2 separate regions of the Sus scrofa genome follow, and region 1 is linked to region 2. The links are chromatin contacts, called in public Hi-C maps. All regions are on one chromosome and are shown on one strand. Each heading gives the region's core, a stretch centred on a gene start, on an enhancer-like site or on the middle of the called end of the contact. The rest is flanking DNA. Distances are from core to core; before and after follow the strand shown. Region 1 holds the start of SFPQ (splicing factor, proline- and glutamine-rich). Region 2 holds the start of ZMYM6 (zinc finger MYM-type protein 6).

Region 1 (4,853 bases), core at 80-2,579, 110 kb after region 2:
AGTATTAACAAGAAGGGAAAGGGACGGAAGTGTCATTGTCAACGACAAGACTTGCGCCTGCGCGCTTAGGACCGGAACTCCCTCCATCTCTCCAATCCTACATTTCACTCTGCTCTGGTTCCAAAAGTCCGCTAGTTTCAATACGGCGCACCATAGCTTAGCATCACCTTAAGGCCACCCCCGCGACTGCTGCGCCAGTCGGGTGGCCAACCACAGGGGCCTGCTAGCGGACCCACGCCATCCGCCTCCCGCTCCGGCAGCCGGCCCCGCCCCTCCTCGTCTCCCGCGCGCAGGCGCTCTTTCCGGTCTCCGACAAAATGGAGGGCGGGGAGGGGAAGGGAAGGGAAAAGAGGGGGCCGCCGCCATCTTAGAGAAACCGACGCGTAGGTCTGGGAGACACTCACCTCCGAGTCCGAGATCTTTTCCTCACTGCGGCCGCCGGGCCCGCCCGGTGGTGGCCCTTGGTGGTGCTGCTGGTGGTACGGCGGGTGGTGCTGCCGGCCGCCGCGGGGCTCCCCACCGCCTCGGTGCGGCGGTTTGGCGTGGCCGCCAGGGGTGCTTAGGCCCGGGCCGCCGCCGGGCTTCGGCCCGCCTGGCATTTTGCCGCCTTTGGGGCCGCCAGGTCCCGGGCCCTGCTTAGGTCCGGGGCCTGGGCCCCCTGCGGGTGGAGGAGGCGGGCCCCCAGCCTGAGGCGGGGTGGTGGGGACACCGCCGCTCGGCGGCGCAGGCGGAGGTGCCCCGGGGGGCGCCGAAGTGACGGCCGGCGGCGGGGTCGGGGTGGGGCCCGACCCCGTGGGGGCCCCGGAGGTCGGGGGGGTGGCGGGCGGCGCCGAACCAGAAGCCGGGGGAGCGTTGCCTACTCCGGGAGCCGGGCCGGGCCCCTGAGAAACGACGGGCTTGGACGAGTCCTGTGGAGGCGGCGGCGGCTGCTGATGCGGCGGTGGCTGGTGCGGCGGCGGCTGAAGCGGCGGCGGCTGCTGTGGTGGCGGCTGCTGCGGCGGCGGCTGTTGCTGTTGCTGGTGCGGAGGCGGTGGCGGGATCGGGGGCTTGGGACCACCCTGGCCCGGGCCGGGCCCCATAGGTCCGCGGTTCTGATTGAGGCCCATGCCTGGCGGCGGGGAGCGGAAATCGTGGAGGCCGCCGCGGCCGCCGCCCCCTCCGCGCCGGTGGAAGCCGCCACCGCCACCGCCCCGGCTTCGGAACCGATCCCGAGACATGTCTGTAACCAAGGGGCGGTCGAGGCAGAAGCGGAGAAGACGTTCAGGAAACGTGGAGGCCACCTTGCTTCTCACAAGATGGCGGATGACACAGGCGGCGCGCCGCCTTTGTCCTCCTCTTATATAGGCCGGCTGGCTTGGCCCCGCCTACTTCTGGATCAATAGCAGCAATAGCCAATTGCAATTACTGTACTTGATGACGCTAAGTTACGAGGAGTTAATCTTTCCTATTGGCTCCCGGATGAGAGGCGGGAGGCATGGAGTGGCTGAAGTTTCCAGTAAGCCAATGGGCGGAAAAGGAGTTGGCTGTAGGTGACGGTGATTTGCTGAGAGATATTTGAATGGGTTCGCCGGAGCAATTTTTCCCTTGGAAGCAGATAGCCAGGGCCCTATCAGCTCCTGGGGAGAGATGTTAGCAAGTCCTTTCTTTCTTGATTGCCCTTAAGAGCAGCCTGCTGATATCCTCCCCCAGAAAGAACCTACAGCCTCCAGCTCAAAAGCATAAATTAAGTGCCTGCTATCTTTTCTACCTTGTGCTGGGCCCATAAATTTAGAGAAAAATTTTTTTTTACCGATTTCGCACACTTGATCTTACTGATTTCATTTTGGAATCTCACTGGAGTACTGGTTTGTTCTAGCAGTAAAAGTGTCGCCATGGGCTTTAGTGATTGCTCTTTGTTCAAAAAGAAAGGCCTTGATTTTGTGTGTATACACTAATTTACAAACACATCACAGGAAGAAATGAACGTTTTTCTTAATTCTACAAACCACAAAACACTTTATGGACAGATTAAGATGCTTTAAAACTAGATTATTAATACAAAACAAATGAATCTTTCCACAGAAAAGAAACTCATGGACTGGAAGAACAGACTTGTGGTTGCCTAGGGGAAAGGGGAGGGAGGGAGGTGGACTGGGAGTTTGGGGTTAATAGATGCAAACTATTGCATTTGGAGTGGGTAAGCAATGAGATGCTGCTGTATAGCACAGGCAACTATATCTAGTCACTTGTGATGGAAATGATGGGGGATAATGTGAGAAAAGAATATGTATATATATATATATGTATTACTGGATCACTTCACACAGTAAAAATCGACAGAACACTGTATAGCAACTATAACAGAAAAAAAAAAATCATAAGAAATGTTTAAAAATGCAAATCAGGAGTTCCCGTCGTGGCTCAGTGGTTAACGAATCCGACTAGGAACCATGAGGTTGTGCGTTGGATCCCTGGCCTCGCTCAGTGGGTTAAGGATCCAGCGTTGCCCTGAGCTGTGGTATAGGTCGCAGACACAGCTCATATCCTGCGTTGCTGCCTCTCTGGTGTAGGCGGGTGGCTACAGCTCCGATTAGACCCCTAGCCTGGGAATCTCCATATGTTGCAGGTGTGGCCCTAGAAAGGCAAAAAGACAAATAAATAAATAAATAAATTTTTAAAAAATGCAAATCAGAAAAATAAAAACATAAAATTACAATATTGAATTATCTATACATATCAACGAAGGGGCAGAATCCAACTACTTTGAAGAGCATAAGCCATTTCCCTTGATACCTCTCTTAATGTCATCTATGGACCTTTGGGTGGATAATTCCTCCCTCAATAAATATTAGCTTATGACTCATTGTCGTCCTTTCTGATTCTGTTCATCACTTGACATCTATGTTCTCTACCTCCTCACCTCCAACAATCTCTTTACATCCTATATCAGCTATCCCACCCACATCATAGTTAATCCTATGTTATTGCCACAACATTCCTAAAAAGCACTATTTCAAACATCTCAACTGTCTGACATAGTAACTCTGATTTTTTTTTTTTTTTTTGTCTTTTTTGTTGTTGTTGTTGCTATTTCTTGGGCCGCTCCCTCGGCATATGGAGATTCCCAGGCTAGGGGTTGAATCGGAGCTGTAGCCACCGGCCTACACCAGAGCCACAGCAACACGGGATCCGAGCCGCGTCTGCAACCTACACCACAGCTCATGGCAACGCCAGATCGTTAACCCACTGAGCAAGGGCAGGGATCGAACCCGCAACCTCATGGTTCCTAGTCGGATTCGTTAACCACTGCGCCACGACGGAAACTCCAGTAACTCTGATTTTTTGACCTCATCAAAACCTGCAAACCATTAACTGTATCACTTTTTCATTATCTCTCATATTCTTATATTTATAACTTGTGTCACCCATTTATTTTTTGTTTTCATGTTTTAATGGCTGCACCTGAAGCATACGGAAATTCCCAGGCCAGGGATTGAATCTGAGCCACAGCTGCATCCTACTGTGGCAATGCCAGATCTTGTAACACACTGTACTGGGCAAGGGATCAAACCTGCTCCTCTGCAGCAACCTGAGCTGCTGAGTCAGGTTCTTAACCCACTGCGCCACAACGGGAACTCCCTATTACCTACTTTAGATGTTATAATTGCCACAAATCTTGGTTTGTTGGTTTTTTTTTGCCATTTCTTGGGGCGCTCCCTCGGCATATGGGAGGTTCCCAGGCTAGGGGTCTAATTGGAGCTGTAGCCGCCAGCCAATGCCAGAGCCATAGCAACTCAGGATCCAAGCTGCGTCTGCAACCTACACCATAGCTCATGGCAACGCCAGATGTTTAACCCACTGAGCAAGGGCAGGTATCGAACCCCCAACCTCATGATTCCTAGTCGGATTCGTTAACCACTGAGAAAGGGCAGGGATCGAACCCGCAACCTCAAGGTTCCTAATCGGATTTGTTAACCACTGCGCCACGACGGGAACTCCCCACAAATCTTGTTTTTTTTCTCACCTGCTAAAACTCCAAGTCTGGTGGGACCAAACAATTCACCTTCTATATACGTATAGCTATGTCACTTTAATGTACAGCAGAAATTAACAACATTGTAAATCAGCTATACGTCGGTAAAAATTAAAAAAAAAAAAAAAGGAGTACCCATTGTGGCGAAGCAGAAACCAATCCAACTAGTATCCTCGAGGATGTGGGTCCAATCCCTGGCCATGCTCAATAGGTTGGGGATCCGGTGTTGCAGTGAACTTTGGTGTAGGTCGCAGAGGCAGCTCAGATCCTGTGTTGCTAGGGCTGTGGCAGAGGCCTGCAGCTGTAACTCAGATTCAACCCCTAGCTTGGGAACTTCCATATGGTGCTGGTGTGGCCCTCAAAAGCAAAAAAAAACAAAAAACAAAAACAAAAAAAAACAAATTTGGACTGTTCCCATTGCAGCTCATCCATGAAGATGTGGTTTGATCCCTGGCCCCACTCAGCAGATTAAGGATCCAGTGTTGCTACAAGCTGTGGCGAAGGTTGCAGATGTGGCTTGGATTCTCTGTTGCTGTGGCTGTGGCCCAGGCCTGCAGCTGCAGATTTGATTTGACCCCTAGCCCTGGAACTTCTGTATGCCACAGGTGTGGCCTTAGAAGGAAAACACAAACAAAATTCACCTTTTTTTTTTTCTTAAGGCCACACTCCCGGCATATGGAGGTTGCCAGGCTAGGGGTCAAACTGGGGCTACAGCTGCCAGCCTACACCACAGCCACAGCAACGCAGGATCTGAGCCACGCAGGTGACCTACACCATAGCTCACAGCAATGCCACATCCTCAACACACTGACTGAGGCCAGGGATTGAACCCAAATCCTCA
Region 2 (5,204 bases), core at 962-3,461:
TATCACTAATAGTTAGTATTGCTGTTATGATCATCATTGTCATCCTCATCTTCACCATTTTCACACCTTTTCTGTTCCAGGCCCACTGGTCTTGCAGTTCTTCAAAAGAACCATGCATCTTCCCAACTCAGAGCTCTCCTATACACAGATCCTTCTATCTGGAACACTGTCCTCCATGCCTTTACCTAGTCAATTCATTCTTCATAATGCAGCTTACAAATCTTTCTCTAGCCCCCTGTCCCCAATCAAAACTAGGTCAGATTCCCCATTTTAGACTTCTCTTCCACAGTACTCATCATAGTTTGTAATTATATATATTATTTGAACAATTACTTATGTAATGTCTATCTCTTCTACCAACCTGCAAGCTCTGTAAGGAAAGGGACTAAAACTGACTGTGCTCACACCTGGATCCCCCAAGCCTGGCTAGAGTAGGCCACAAACACGTATAGAATAAAAAGCAACCACTATCAGATACAAGAGAATTTTTTTTTAAGTTAAGAAGTAACGGAAAAACGGTAATACACATTACTTTCTTCTCACAAAAAGAAATATCATAGAGTTACCAAGATCTTTTTTCATTCAAAGATTACTTTCTTCTCACAAAAAGAAATATCATAGAGTTACCAAGATCTTTTTTCATTCAAAGAGCAGAAAAGGTGATATACTCATCTAAAGTAGGGAAAAAAATCAACTTGGGTTACCTTGTAAGTCAGAAACTACCTAAAAATTTGAATTCACCAGCTAGAAAAGAAGAAATTTAAAAAAAAAAAAAGTTTTTAAAAATAAAGATGAAATGCTTACTTGAGCATTGTCAGGTTCTTCTTTAATTTTGTCCAGAAGTCCCTGCTGTGGTGCCATTGCTTTGCCACAGTCACCATCCAAAGGTTCTTTCATTCTAAGTTTTTATGGAAAGGAATTCCCCAGTCTAAAACTAATAGATTTCTTCTTGGTGATGGATAGCTGGATTCCTAAAACACAACATAAAGGGTTGGTATTCGGGTTTATTCTTTCTTTTTTTTCCCATGTTTATTTACATCAAAAGCTTTATGTTGAGCACAAGGTTTCAGGAGCAGGCATTTGAAAAAACAACCCTTCTGGGGCCACGACTATTCTCTCTTCTTCCTGCCTTCTGCTCTTTTAGTAGCTACCTTCACATAAGAAAACAGTCTTACAGCAGTAACTCCCACTTCCCTAATATCTTTAAAGACAAACATTGGTCTTTTATATGTTGAAAGTTACTGAGAAAATTAGACTAGCAAAGCAAGACGTGGGAGGAAGTTACCAAGCTCTTAGAAGAAAGGACTCAGAAATACAGTTTCTGACTCCATGAGAATTAGTATTTGGAGGCCCACAGCAGCTTTTACCTTTAAAAGTGAGGCACATGAAGTTCCCCACCTCTACCTCGAACTCAGTCTTTACTGGAAGCCTCCCTAAGCACCCAACCTCTTTGGCCTAACGCTAGATCAGAGCACAAGGCCTAATGATACATCAGAGCGCAAGATGCCACCACAGGTAAAGTTGACCACCTGCACATTTCAGGGTCTCCAAGGGGGCCGTGCCCTGGTATGAGCCCCTCATAGCTCCACTTTCCAATCGCCTTCTTGTAAACAAGATACTCTTATTAGTCATCGAGCAGACTTCCCATCCCCTAAAAATAAACGTACTAAATAGGACGCAGTAAACCTGAAGCAAAAAAGAGGCTCTTCAAAGTTGTTTTTAATCCAAACAGTCAAGCCAGACATGGAAATGGGCAGCTGGCTTAATAGCCTGTACTACAGATGAGAACTTCTAACCACTTGCCACAGTTAAAATAATCTATGGACGCTCGTGTCATATTCGCTCCGAAAATCTCGTCCCCACCAGTAATTCCCACGCCGGTCACCGAGTACAAACGCGGCAACGTTGTATCGAATGGTGAGAACACAACCCGCATATGCTTGTCAGCGCGTCCCAGCAGCAAAACCGCAACGCGTCAGCTGCCCAGTCCGACTGCTCCGCTTCCGCCCGGCGCCCGCCTCGTCACGTGGCGCAGCCGCTGCCCCGCCCCGTGCGGCCCCTCCCGCTGCCACCTGCCGCGCTCACCTTCTAGTGGCCTTCCTGTTCCCGGGGAACACCGACGAAGAAAAGAGGAATAAAACCGAAGGGCCCTGCTCGGGGATGAAGATTATTTTCTTTTACTGGAATTCCTCCGCCTGATCCATCCCAACGCAACACCCGGACAACTGAGCGTGCGCAGCCATAGTCTCCGCCCCTTTTCCCATAGTGCTCCAAACCTGAGCTGAGTGGACCTTCCCAGCATTCCCCTTTCTTCAGCTATGGTTGACTTCTTAAAGAGACCGAGACCCAATGAGGAAAAGGTAGAGAAAGTGGTTGAGGGGAGACTCTTAGGGGTGTATATAGTTGATGCTGTAAGTTCGCTGCACCACATTGGGGTGGGGCAGCATGCGGAAGTTCCCTCACCAGGGACTGAACCTGTGCCACAGTAGTAACCTGAGCCATAGCAGTGACAATGCCAGATCCTTAACCAGCTGAGCCACAAGGGAATTCTTGCACCATACTTTAATGATCATTTCCAAGGATGTGGCCTGCTATGAATAAATAATAGCTGATATTTATTAAGCCAAACACTTGACATGAGGAGTTCCCTGGTGATTCAGTAGGTTAAGGATCCAGCATGGTCACTGCTGTGGCTCTGGTCACTGCTGTGGCTCTGGTCACTGCTGTGGCATGGGTTTGATCCCTGGCCTGGGAACTTCTCATGCCATGACTGCTACTAAAAAGAAAAAAGAAAAAAAAAAACAAATCTGACTGAATCTTCCATTTAATCCTCACCACAATCCTCAGATGCACAAATTTTATCCAGGAGATTAATTAACTTGTTCAAAGTCAAAATTTACTGTTTTTTCATTCAACATTGTTTTGGAGATACAGCTATGATAGATTAGACTGTCATTCATTTTGACTGCTGTATAGTATTACATTTTAATGGCAGTGCTGCAAAGTAACTGTCTACTACTGATGGACATTTTAATTGTTTCCAGTTTGGGGCTACTAGTTATAGTCTGCTGTAAACATTCCTGCCTTTTGTGACACATATGCTAAGTTTATCCCTAGCAATGAAATTGTTTGTTGTGTATATGTGAAACTTAAGAGAATAGTTTCAAACAATTTTAGAAGGTGGTTGCTTCAGTTTGTACTGCCACTAGCCATTTATAAGATTTCCCGTTGCCACACATCTTTGCCAATAATTACTACTGTACATCTTTCTGATTTTAACCATTCTGGCGGGGGCTTATTGGTATCATATTGTGATTTTAATTTGGAGGTCCCAGATTTCTAATGAGAACCCATTTTCATGTTTTTTGATATTTGGATGGCCTCTTTTATGAAGTGCCTGTTCAAGACTCTTACCCATTTTTGTATTGGATTGTCTGCCATTTCCTTATGGATATATATTCTGGATATGAGTTCTTTGTGAATATGTGCATTTCATATATCTCCTCCCACTCAGTGGTCAGCCTTTTCACTTTATTATTGGTGTCTTCTGATGAATATAAAAGATCTTTATGCTTAGTGTTTCTTGTGCCTGTCAAGAAAAAATACTCCTACCAAAGGTCCTGATTAATTTATGGAAATGTTATTACTTTGTCTTTTTCATTTAAATCTACAATCTATCTGAAGTTGGGTTTTGTGGATGGTATGAGGTAACTCAGGTTTCATTTCTTCCATGTGAATGATAAATTAATTAAGCGCCATTTTTTTAAAAAGTCTGTCTTTCATCCACTGTTCTTTATTGTCAACTTTGCAATTATAAATTGTCTATAGGAGTTCCCGTCGTGGCGCAGTGGTTAACGAATCCGACTAGGAACCATGAGGTTGCGGGTTTGGTCCCTGCCCTTGCTCAGTGGGTTAATGATCCAGCATTGCCGTGAGCTGTGGTGTAGGTCGCAGACGCGGCTCGGATCCCGCGTTGCTATGGCTCTGGCGAAGGCCGGTGGCTACAGCTCCGATTCAACCCCTAGCTGGGAATCTCCATATGCCGCGGGAGCGGCCCAAGAAATAGCAACAACAACAACAACAACAACAAAAAAGACAAAAGACAAAAAAATATAATAATAAAAATAAATAAAAAATAAATAAATAAATAAATTGTCTATAAATGTGTGGGTTTGTTTAAAGACAATGTAATCTATTCTTTTTGTTTCTTTTGGGGGAAATATCACATTGTCTTAATTTCTATAACAAGTTTATAATAAATCTTGGCATCTGGTAGAAAAAGTCCTGTCTCATTATGTCAAGATTGTCTTGGAATTTCTTGACCCTTTGCATATTCACATGAATTCTAGAATCGGCTTGCCAAATATAACAAAATTTTCCTTATAAATTTTAGAACTAGGAACCATGAGGTTGCAGCTTCAATCCCTGGCCTCATTCAGTGGGTTAAGGATCCAGTGTTGCCATGAGCTGTGGTGTAGGTCACAGACAAGGCTCGGATCTGGTATTGCTGTGGCTCTGGTGTAGGCTGGTAGCGACAGCTCCGATTAGACCAGTGGCCTGGGAACCTCCATATGCCGCTGGTGTGGCTCTAAAAGGACAAAAGACAAAATTAATTAATTAATTAATTAATTTTAGAATCAGCTAGTATTACACTAAAGCTATAGACTTGTTTTGAAGAAATGGCATTTGTTATTCATAGTATTGAATTGTGTCCCCCCAAAGATATGTTGAGGTCTTGACCCTCAGAATATGGCTTTATTTGGAGATAGGGTTGTCACAGATGTAATTGCTTAAGATGAGGTCATGTTGGAGTAGAGTTGGCCCTTTATTTAATATGACTGTTATCCTTATAAGAAGAAGAGATGGAGAGATAGACATATGAGTGGAAACTGCCAGATGACAATTGGGGCAGAGATTGAAGTGCTGCAGCTGGAAGTTCCCATTGTGGCTCGGCAGTAATGAACCTGACTAGTATCCATAAAGATGCAGGTTTGATCCATGGCCCTGCTCAGTGGGTTAAAAATCAGGCATAGCCACAAGGTGTAGTGTAGGTCACAGAGGCTGCTCGGATCTGGTGTTGCTGTGGCTTTAGCAAAGGCTGGATCTCCAATTCAACCCCTAGCCTGGGAATTTCCATATGCTTCAGGTGCAGCCCTAAAAACGAAAAAACAAAAAAAGTGCTGCAGCTACAAGCCAAGGAATGC

The links. Hi-C and Micro-C count contacts between places; a contact is called where the count stands out from the background.
Region 1: a Hi-C map of skeletal muscle shows a contact between it and region 2, with 3 times the contacts expected there. The contact joins the promoter of SFPQ here to the promoter of ZMYM6 in region 2. A contact is called at or near these places in 1 of 5 promoter capture datasets (liver), 4 of 47 Hi-C or Micro-C datasets (embryonic fibroblasts, heart right ventricle, liver and 1 more) and 1 of 2 datasets of contacts at active chromatin or transcription factors (alveolar macrophages).

What each region holds. Positions count from the first base shown.
Region 1 is chr6:91,406,907-91,411,759 of Sscrofa11.1, forward strand. SFPQ (splicing factor, proline- and glutamine-rich) reads right to left here and starts at 1,330. Exons shown (of 11, transcript XM_021095898.1): 1 at 405-1,330. The coding sequence starts at 1,217.
Region 2 is chr6:91,291,284-91,296,487 of Sscrofa11.1, forward strand. It overlaps ZMYM6 (zinc finger MYM-type protein 6), which reads right to left and starts at 2,212. Exons shown (of 15, transcript XM_021095881.1): 1 at 2,086-2,212; 2 at 805-971.